2 separate regions of the Sus scrofa genome follow, and region 1 is linked to region 2. The links are chromatin contacts, called in public Hi-C maps. All regions are on one chromosome and are shown on one strand. The core of a region is the stretch at or near the end of the contact, and the rest is flanking DNA. Distances in the headings are between cores, read along the strand shown.

Region 1 (5,182 bases), core at 402-2,901, 150 kb after region 2:
CCAGAAGTCCCTCCATGTATATTTAATCATGTAGTATATAGTCTTTTTTTCTGGCTTCTTTCACTTAGTATAACCTCTGTTGTTTCAAGCATCAGTAGTAGTTTGTTAATTTTTATTCCTGAATTGTGTTCTATTATATGGATATACCACATTTTCTTTATTCTGTTCCCTGCTGATAGACATTTGGATTGGTTCCAATTTGGGACTATTATTCATAATGCTGCTATAAATATTGATCAACAGATATTTATATGAACACAAATTTGTGGTAGATCCTACGAGTGAAATTGCTTGGTCGAATGGCACTCTACGACTAACTTTTAAAGAAGTCCCTTTGTTTGAGTCCTATGTTTTTAAGTCCTTGCTCATAGACCAGTTTTGGAGGATAATAATGATGAGAGGATGAAACATGCAGCCATTCTCTTTCCAAACTGACACTGTAATATCACAAGGAATTTGGATATGAAAATAACTACTATTGCTATTCACAAATGAGAAAGTTCAAGAGAGTGAGAGCAAAGTGAGCAATTTATGAAGGGCTCATGTGAACGTTACCTAAATAATTTTTAATGACGCTCACAGTTCATTATATTAACATAGGGTGTGTCATAGGAGAAAAGGTCTACTCTAAGTACTAGAATTAAGGTGGTGTATAGCTCTACCCAGCTTGGAAAAGTCCTTTGTGTTAATCAGAAATATACATCTACCATGAGATCAAAGTATAAGATTCTCTATTCTATAAATAATGTTTCCATGACATTAAGTTATTTCTATCTGCCCATCGTTTACAAGTGAAAAACAGACTTGCCCATGGGATCTTTGGATCTCAGGAATTTGGGGGTAAATGAAAAGCTAAATGGGCCTGTTCACAGAGGGTGGCAAAACTGATGAAGACAATGTGCAATGACTTTCTATATGAGGCAGAAACATGCACAACGCATAAAGAGAAAGAAACTAAAAATATCTGATGTTGTTATAAAGGAAAGCAGAGCCAAAAGCAATTTGTCTGTGCTTCTTTTCCATCTGTGTGGCTCCTTCAGTTAAACAGCCAATGTAGTCAAATCTGATTTGCTTTCCTGTTACAAAAGTTGTGGCTTAACTAGGAGCTAGGCTGGAATGTCTAGATAAAGACATCTTTACATAAATACTGTATATATATATATATATATATATATATATATATATATTACAAATATGGTTTCTACATGTGATTTTTGTACACATACCCTTTCTTCCCATCTTCAGGTAATATATTAGCTGATGAAAAATATTTAAAGGGAAGACTTCCTTCTAAGGCTGAGAGAATTGTTCTTTCTCCTCAACTTGACTATAACATTAGAAAAGCTGCAAAGAAAATTATTACCCTGTTTTCAAATCAGAAAAGAAAGTTGTTATTTCCTATATTGTCAGGACTGGGGGAAATAAACTGAACACTAAAAAAATCCCCAGGAAGGTAGGAGGTATATATACTGCAGTCCTTGTCCATCAGACTGAGGACTAAAAGGCTAAGTGATTTGTCGAACATTATTAAGTGCTTCCCATGAGGAGTCAAACATAACATCCAGACAGTCTTTCCTCAGACTAGTGCTCTAACCGGCTGACCACTCTAGCTGTAAACATTTGCCCTGGCTGGGTTTTCCCACTCCTGGATGATTGTCTGCCTGGCAACAAGATGACAGAAGCACTAAGCCAAAATATCCTTATGTGGGCATAGCTGCCTCTCCATGGCAGAGCCAATTTGGATCCCATCCATTGGCAGGGATGTCCCAGAAGCAGCCAATTTTAGTTCAGCCTCTTTAAAACTCTGGATTGTAAACAAACAGTAGGATTTTCCACAATGGAAGGGAGAATAATGAGATGAAGGATGCAGAAGAGAGGGAGTAGGTGAGGCTGGCACATATTTCACCACAGATATTAATGAGCTGAAAACCTTCAGAGGCCCTACTGATAAGGCCCCAGATCTCCTAAGTTTTAGTCTGTGAGGGCGTGCAGCTCTTTCCTTCTTTTCCCTTCTACACATTTTTTTTTTCTTTTTAAGGCTGCACCCATGGCATATGGAAGTTCCCAGGCTAGGGGTCAAATTGGAGCTGCAGCCCCTGGCCTATGCCACAGCCAGAGCAATGCCAGAATGGAGCTGTGTTCACAGCTTTGCAGCAACACAGGATCCTTAGCCCACTGTGCGAGGCCAGAGATGAAGCCCACATCCTCACAGACATTGTGGTGGGATCTTAGCCCACTGAGCCACAATAGGAACTCCTCTTTTCTACACTTTTAAATTTCCATACCATTGCTTGTTTTTTGTTCCTTTTTTTTAAGTCTTCTTTTCCCTATGATTTTTATTTTTTCCATTATACTTGATTTACAGTGTTCTGTCAATTTCTACTGTACAGCAAAGTGGCCCAGTCATATGTGTGTGTGTATACATTTTTTTTCTCATATTATCCTCTGTGATATGATGGAGTAAAAGAGAAGGGCCCTCAGAGTCAGATGGCCAAATTAGGCCATCATTACCAACTAGTTTGCTGTTCATCCTAAGGCAATGCACTTGACTTCTCTTAGACTTGGTTTCCTCTTGGTGAAATGGAAATAATAACAATTACTTTACAGAATTGGCACATAAACTAACAAGTGCCAGCATGTAATGCAATAGCTATTATAATTGTTGTTATTTATATTACTAAGAGTAGTATGCTGCTGATCAAAATAATGTGAAATTACTGATGACCAACTCACAACACAGATATAAAAAAAAAAAAAAATCCTTTCAATTTGGTGTCAATGAGGTACTGTGGCCAGTAATATCATCTTGTCTTAAAATTTAATTCAGTGGGCACTGCCAATTACAAGGTAAAAAATACTCTCCATTAATGGAGAAAATATAAATGAATTAAATATTAATTTGAAATATATTTGTATTTTATTGATTTACATGTATTTAGAAAAAAACACAGTACATTTTCATGTTAGAAATATTTATTCAGATTACAAAAAAAGGCTTGTTCACATATGGATTGGTGGTCCCCATCCAATAACTCCGTCACTCCTCATGGTCCCTTGGCACCCAGGCTAGGAATCACCAGTGTTGGTTAAGGTCAAAATAGACAGGGGAACCTTACACTTACTACTCTGCTTGCCAAGTGGAAATGTTAACCTGCTCTTTCCCAGGATTTTAGAAAAGCATTTAAAGATATTTCACAAGATAAATGGAAAGGGGATAAACACAAGGCCTTAAGAAAAATATACTTCTGGTACATTTATTAAGCACTTGGATCTGATGCATGACGCCTGCTTAAAACTCAAAGAATTATCACAGGCTTTGCCGAGGAAGAAAAGACAAGAATTATGACTGCACACAGGCTCATACTTCAACAAGTCAATGTTTTTAAATCAATGAAAAACAATCCAGTGATTGTGTTTTCTTCAAAGAGAAAGCAATGTAAGATAACATACAGTATTTCAAGCTGTTCAAATTACTGATGTCAGGGGGGCAAGATATATATCCATTAAAACCGAATAGTTGTTTCAAAGTATGTTGGCCAACAGAGATAAAGAGTGTCTCTCTGAAGCGAATATAAAATTATTTATTTAGAATGTTGGGCTCTATTAACACTTTCAACTAAAAGTACCTCTCACTTATTTTAGGAATCTTCATTTTGTACTTTTATCCAGAATTTCTTGTTAGCCCACCCAACTCATTTGCCACCTCAATAAAGAAGCATATGCATAGGTATCAAAGTATGCACACTTCTGTAATAAGTTATCTGATGCTCTCATTCATATTGATAAATTCATCCTATTGAATGAGTTAATTGCAAATAAGTAAAATGTGTTGAATGCAAAGTCTACTCTCACAGGGGTATTACATCATCAATACTACTTCCAGGCTGAAAATTAATGGGCCATGTTTAAGAGCATTATTATTTGAGAGAAAGAGGCACATGAAATTTTTCTTTCTTGATTCTTCTTTCATCAGTATTTTCATTAATAAACTTGAAAAAATAAGTTTGATATATAAAGTACTAGATCATCATCTATTTGTCCTCAAGGCTCTGCATCCCCCTCATCAATGAAAATAATCCTCTCTTCTTTAATCTGTCTAGAAAGTTCAAGGTATCTAATGTGATACCACAGAATATTGATCAATTAAAAGCATATAGGAAGAAATATGCTCTATGGTTAAAACAATACTGTGGTATACTTAAAGGAATATAAGCTTTTTAGTTAAAGAATTGGTCAGAAAAAAACAATTATGTTTCTAATTCTTAAACCCTGCAATTTGAGATGATATATTGGAGTCACAGAATAAAGTATTAACCAAGAATATTAAAATTTTGACAATAGAAAAAAGTGAATTTTATTTATTTTTTTAATATAATGATTTTTATTTTTTTCCAATATAGCTGATTTATACTGTTTTTTCAGTTTTCTTTTTTTTTTTGTCAACAACCAATGCTTCATTTTTTTTCTACTGTACAGCATAGTGACACAGTTACACATACATGTATACATTATTTTTTCTCACATTATCAGCCTCCATCATAAGTGACTAGACATAGTTGCCAGTGCTATACAGCAGGATCTCATTGATAATCCACTGCAAAGGTAATAGTCTGCATATATTAAACCCTAACTTCCCAGTCCATCCCATTCCCTAATTCTAATCACAAATTTAGTAACAATGCTGATATATATATCTACAATGCTTTCTATGCATTGCCTATTTTCTTCACATTCACAATCCTATAGTTATATTGATAGCCATTTATGCTCAAGATCACAGAATTGCAAAGTACCTAAGCCAGGAGGATTTAGATTCAGGTATGCAAACCTTGAAATCTGAGACTCTAACTACTATAGCACATTATACTATGAAATCTTGCTCTTAAATTTAGACTTGTTTCTTCCTAAGTATTCTCTATAACAATAAAAGTAGCATCACCCCTGAATTAGTCAAGCCTTAAACCTAGGCATTACTCTTGACTCTTGTCTTTACTCATATTCTACATTTAACCTATCAACAAGCCCTGTCAATCACCCTCTTAAAGAAATCATTTTTTGTTTCCACATCCACCATCCTATCCTGAGTCATCATTTTCTCTCACCCAATACCCATATCCTAACTTGTCTTCCTGCTGCCATTCCTGCTATCACCCGCAGCAAATTGGTCGTATATTATAAATGT
Region 2 (5,000 bases), core at 643-3,142:
TTTTATAAATCTTATCATATAAGATAATTTTTACTTATAATAAACACATGTAAATTTATTTTACACATTATAAGTGAACTGGAAAATAGGTACATACAGAAGGAAAATTGAGTCAGACATACCTAATTATAAACTTAACTGAGTCTTTGAGTCACTAATGCCACTTCAAGGCATTTATCCAGCATTTATATATATATCCATAAACAAGAAATAAGAAATAATGATGTTTTTTGCATCATAGAAAAAAAGTCTGAAAAAAATCTCTAAACGTCAAGCAGTCATAGATGGGTTAAATCAAATTCAAGCTACCCATAAATGAAATACTCTGCAGCTGTAAATAGCAAGATAAGCCATGGAACTGATAATGAAAATACCACTAAAATAAAATATTAAAAATAAATATTTTGTGTCTGCATGTATACGTAAATATTTTTTGAAATATCCGCAAAAGACTCTAACTCGAAAACTGGGAGTACAGAGCAAGGATGGGAGGAAGGATCATTTTTCACATTACAAAACCTTCACAGTTTGGAATTTTTTGCACATATACATCACTTTTTAAGTTAAAAAATTAAAAACTATAGGTTAAAATAAGCATTAGTCTCTTTATAAACTTCCTATTTTCATTATTTGGCAGTGACCAATAAATTTGACAGAAGTAGTACAAGTTTGATAAGATTTCATGTCATAATTTCCCACCTTAATATTTGCCGGCTAAAGGCAAAAATAAATCTGGAGGTCAAGGAAAGGCAAAGAGATGTTCAATGATCATGGTAATCTTTCTAAATTCTAATAATGCAACTGCATAAAGATACATATATATAAATGAACTTATAAGAACTTAGTAGCATGTGTGTGATTTAGAGGAAACAGTGTAGGAATTATATTTAGATAATCTTGGTTTGAAGATGTTGTACCACTTATTTGGGCAAGTTATTCAATCTTAACAGCCTCAACTGAGTGACAAAATAGAGATGGGTAACAAGTTTATAACATGGTTGTGAGGATTAAATTATGACACATTAATGTTGAATAGATTCCAGGATTTTAGTGTGACGGAATGACTATATGAGAGAGATTATCTTTGTGGTATTGTCTGCAATAGCATCTTCAGGCCAGAAAATGATTAGAGGTCCCAACAGATCCAAAGTAAATTCTAAAAAGCTATAAAATCAAGAGAATGGAAACCACATGCAACTTAATAGGGTCTCAATTCACTAAGCGACTCCTGACCAATGTGAAAATCTCACAGAGACATGTGGGTTATATTCAGCTGGATGGGTTTTGAATGCTTTTTAAATACTCTTTAATTTGTTGTTGTTTTTAATGAGCTGATTGAGAATGTCTCTGGTCTGCTAAAGGAGCATTTTATTTGTTTCTTCATGCTTTCTCTTTTCTTCTAATTTTCCTCTCTCTGTTTTCTGCCTCTTCTTCCATTACATAAATAGATAGGCCCATGCCATATGTGTAATTTGCTTCAATTTCACTCTTTATCCCCTCATAGAAAGCTGTTTTAAATGGACTATACCAACAAAACTAGAGGTGCTAACTAGATCAAATGGTTAATTCTGAAATTTTCTGAAGCCTTTCTGTAACGTTTATATTGGCTTTTTTATTTAGTTTCTAGGAAAATTTTTATCATTGTAACAGTTAATTCAAATCCCAGCAAGACCTGGTAAGCAAATAATTTGCCAAGTTTTAACTCGAAGTACTCCTTAGCCTTTACCAAAAGAAGGACCAATTTGAGGTGTATTTCTATAATGGGTGAGCCTTCTGTCTGAGTATTCCATTACCTCATTCATTTTAAAGTCAATTTAGAACTCATGGACAGTGCCAAATTTACAGCCCTGAGTCCAGACTCCCTTTTTTAGTCTACAGAGCAGGCACTGCATAAGTTATCTTGCTGCAAGCCTTCTGAGCTAGCCCCACTCCATCATATCCTTATTCCTGAGGGGACACAGGGGTTTCAGATTCTTGGTCTATCCAATAATGTAAGTACCATTAAAGATCAGCAAATCTAGCTTGCAACCTCAACTTCCTATCTGATGGGATATTAGTGTATCACTAACAAAATGGATTGGCAAAGGCAACCAGGCTCTAAAATGCCCAAGATTCAAGCCACTGAATCCTTTTACATCCACTCTATGATTACAAATTAGTAATCAGGAAGTATACAAAATATTTAATTTTTTTAGATGTTCTAAAGAGCTATTCCCTGAGAAACTTGGACCACTAAATGAGCAGAATCTTGGTTCAAGAAATTACAGATTAGACCATCTTCTCGAAGAAGAAATGATGTCAGGGTTGTTTAGGGAGTTAAGACTATTTGTGTGTGCATACTCCATCTATAATTAGCATTTTCTAAGGGATGGGCTAAAGCATTGCTAGTGTAGGATTACCTGTGCTATTTCACAGTATCACTGCTATTGTAGGGTTGGTTACATCATTCTGTCAAATGTCCTGATGCCTGAGGGAACAGAGAGCTTTGGCCCCACCCGAAGGCTTGCTTTTCCTCACACAAGTCCTGACCTTTGTTGTCATGCCTTTTTCCTATAGTTTCTTCTGCCTGAAAATATTCAAGTTCCCTCTAGGTGTCCAATGTGAACTTTGCAGGGATATCAGGTGGGTGATATCTGGAACGCTGTGCTTTTGGAAATAGTTAAAACTATGTCCAAGGGGAAGTTCAAAATTGGGAAAGACATCTATTTTTCAAGTGTAGGAACAAGCAACTGAAAACTAGGTCAAGGGATCTGAGATTTAAGAAGGGAGTAAACTCGAAGAGTCTAAGTAAGAACAAAGTTTTTTAAAAGGTGAAGTGTGTCCAGGGCTCATTTTTAACAGGATAGGACAGTGTAGTTCAAGGACGTATCAGTCTGCTTGGAAGTATAGAGTTAGAATAGACAAGTGTGCCTTCAATGTCTTTTCCACCTCCCGATGCTGTTTTCATTCCTTACAGCCCAATTCGAATATCATCTATCTGAAGCCTTCTGAAAGTCTCTTTCCTGACTCTCAAGAGAATGAATCATTCCCTCTTCTGAGCTCTCTCAAAACATACTCAAATTGCCTAGTTTGGAACCTATCATTTCAATATAGTTAGTTATAGATTTATCTTCCAAGTGGAGACTAGGCATGGTATTTCATTCCTCTTAATATTCCTAAAACCTAATGATTTCATAAGATGGATGCATAATTCAGATTAGATGAATTGAATTCAAATGTTACTTGCATCCTACATGAGATCAGGTTATGCATATAACAGGTCACAGAAGCTTTAATGAACCGGAATTTATTTCCTACTTGATTAATTCCACAAGCACCATAAAAGATGTTTTAGCATTCCCGTGGATTAGATGAGAAATTTGTGAACAAACTGGATACAAAAGAAAAAAAAATAGATAAAGCTAAACAAAAATGTTACTGGAATTATCCTGTGTATATGGATCAAATGAGGCAAGTTTCGAATAGAAGATAAATTTACTTTCTGCAGCTGACTCAAGGAAAAGCTGGTAGGATGATGGAGGAAGAAATAATTCCATTGAGCCACCTACTGTGGAAGAATATTAAATATCTATGATAATTGTGATACCAATAACTTTTTCAAATGCAAAGAATGGTATTTATATTACTGCAGTGGCATGCGTGAAACATTTGGATAATTTTAGTTCAAGGTTTTAATCTCTCTGATTTTCAGAGCTTTCACAATTGCAGTGCCCTGTCATGTTCGGGAAGGAGCGCTTATTCATAAGAAGCTGTATCTTCATTCTTTAGTCATTCGGAAAAATGGGTCATAGATCATGTCATGTTGTCTGTAACCTAGTTAGAATTCTAGCAGGAGGGAAATTTCAAAACCATGATTTCATGTAGGAGCCTTTAAAAACTCATTAGCTGCTAATAATTATACTAATATCTAAAACACTTAAAATCATGGAGCTAATTTCTACAAAAGATAGGCAGTAAACGTGTTCTAGGGAAGTTTTCTCTTTCAACTCTCTGGGAACAAAAGAGAAGGCAGTTCAGGCCTCTAACGTGACACCCTATTTCAGATGCAGAAGAGAGAGTTTCACAGAAGCCTCGCATCGTGAGTTAGCGGATTCTAAAATGAAAAGCAAGAATATTAGAGCAACATCTCAAAATGTGACTCTGGGCACTGGAGAAGCCTCTCCACTTGTGATTGATTTGCATTTCTGCCTATGTCTGAATTCGTATTCCATAAGCACAGATGGAGGTGTGATATATTTTTTTTGAGCACATCTATTTATTCAGATACCGGATTCAGTCTCTGAGTAGAGAGATGGTAAAGGCTGCTGTGAGCAGATGGCACATAGGCACTATGACTTCAGAAACAACATTCTTTCAAGATAAGTGGCACAGTAATAATAATAATACTTAGCACATATATTGCACTTTTGGTCTGCCAACATTAACTAATTAATCTTCAGTAGACCCTTGTGAGATAAGTAAGTGCTTATAATTATCTCTATTATGCAGTCAAGTCAACTAAGAATGTGTCTGCACATACTGTGGGAGAATTGGCCCAAGTTAAGGACCGGGTGGATCCAATTTGCATGGCTCTTTAAGATTTCTGCTCTCATAGCAGAGACTAGTATTTCTAGACACCCTGCTGTTTGAGGCACCAAGTAGATTTGAAGCAGGATATCAACTGCAAGACATTTATTTCATTCAGAAGGTTTCTGCAGCAGGGATCCAAAATAGGTCTGAGAAAAGTTGAGTCATTTTTTTAAAGCCCGAGAGGCCATGGCTGGCCAGAAGCAGGTGTGGAATTACAGAGTCTCTGCGTACTTCTCTTATTTAAACTAGGCAATTTGACTCCCTGTATCTTTCAAGGATATTCTTTAAATTTTTTAACAAAATAGAGAGTTCAGAGAACTCTGAAGTTTCCTGTTAATATCTGCTGTATGTGAAGTTTTTCCACCACAAATGGGTTCAATGTGCCCTATGGCTTGGACTAGATATTAATAATCCACATCAAAATGAAGGTC

Evidence for each region. A called contact is a pair of places that touch in the nucleus more often than the background predicts.
Region 1: a contact with region 2 is called in a Hi-C map of skeletal muscle, with 3 times the contacts expected there. The contact joins two enhancer-like sites. A contact is called at or near these places in 1 of 47 Hi-C or Micro-C datasets (skeletal muscle) and 1 of 2 datasets of contacts at active chromatin or transcription factors (skeletal muscle).

Annotation. Positions count from the first base shown.
Region 1 is chr2:97,147,915-97,153,096 of Sscrofa11.1, forward strand. The region is part of intron 3 of LOC110259422 (a long non-coding RNA gene); the gene reads right to left. Among named protein-coding and RNA genes, the nearest start is that of CETN3, 440 kb to the right of the region's middle. Within about 2 kb of position 1,652, at least 1 of the 83 cell types and tissues checked has an H3K27ac peak or open chromatin away from gene starts, as enhancers often do. A contact at or near this core is called in skeletal muscle, where this site is marked.
Region 2 is chr2:97,001,394-97,006,393 of Sscrofa11.1, forward strand. The region is part of intron 4 of LOC110259422 (a long non-coding RNA gene); the gene reads right to left. Among named protein-coding and RNA genes, the nearest start is that of CETN3, 590 kb to the right of the region's middle. Within about 2 kb of position 1,893, at least 5 of the 83 cell types and tissues checked have an H3K27ac peak or open chromatin away from gene starts, as enhancers often do. A contact at or near this core is called in skeletal muscle, where this site is marked.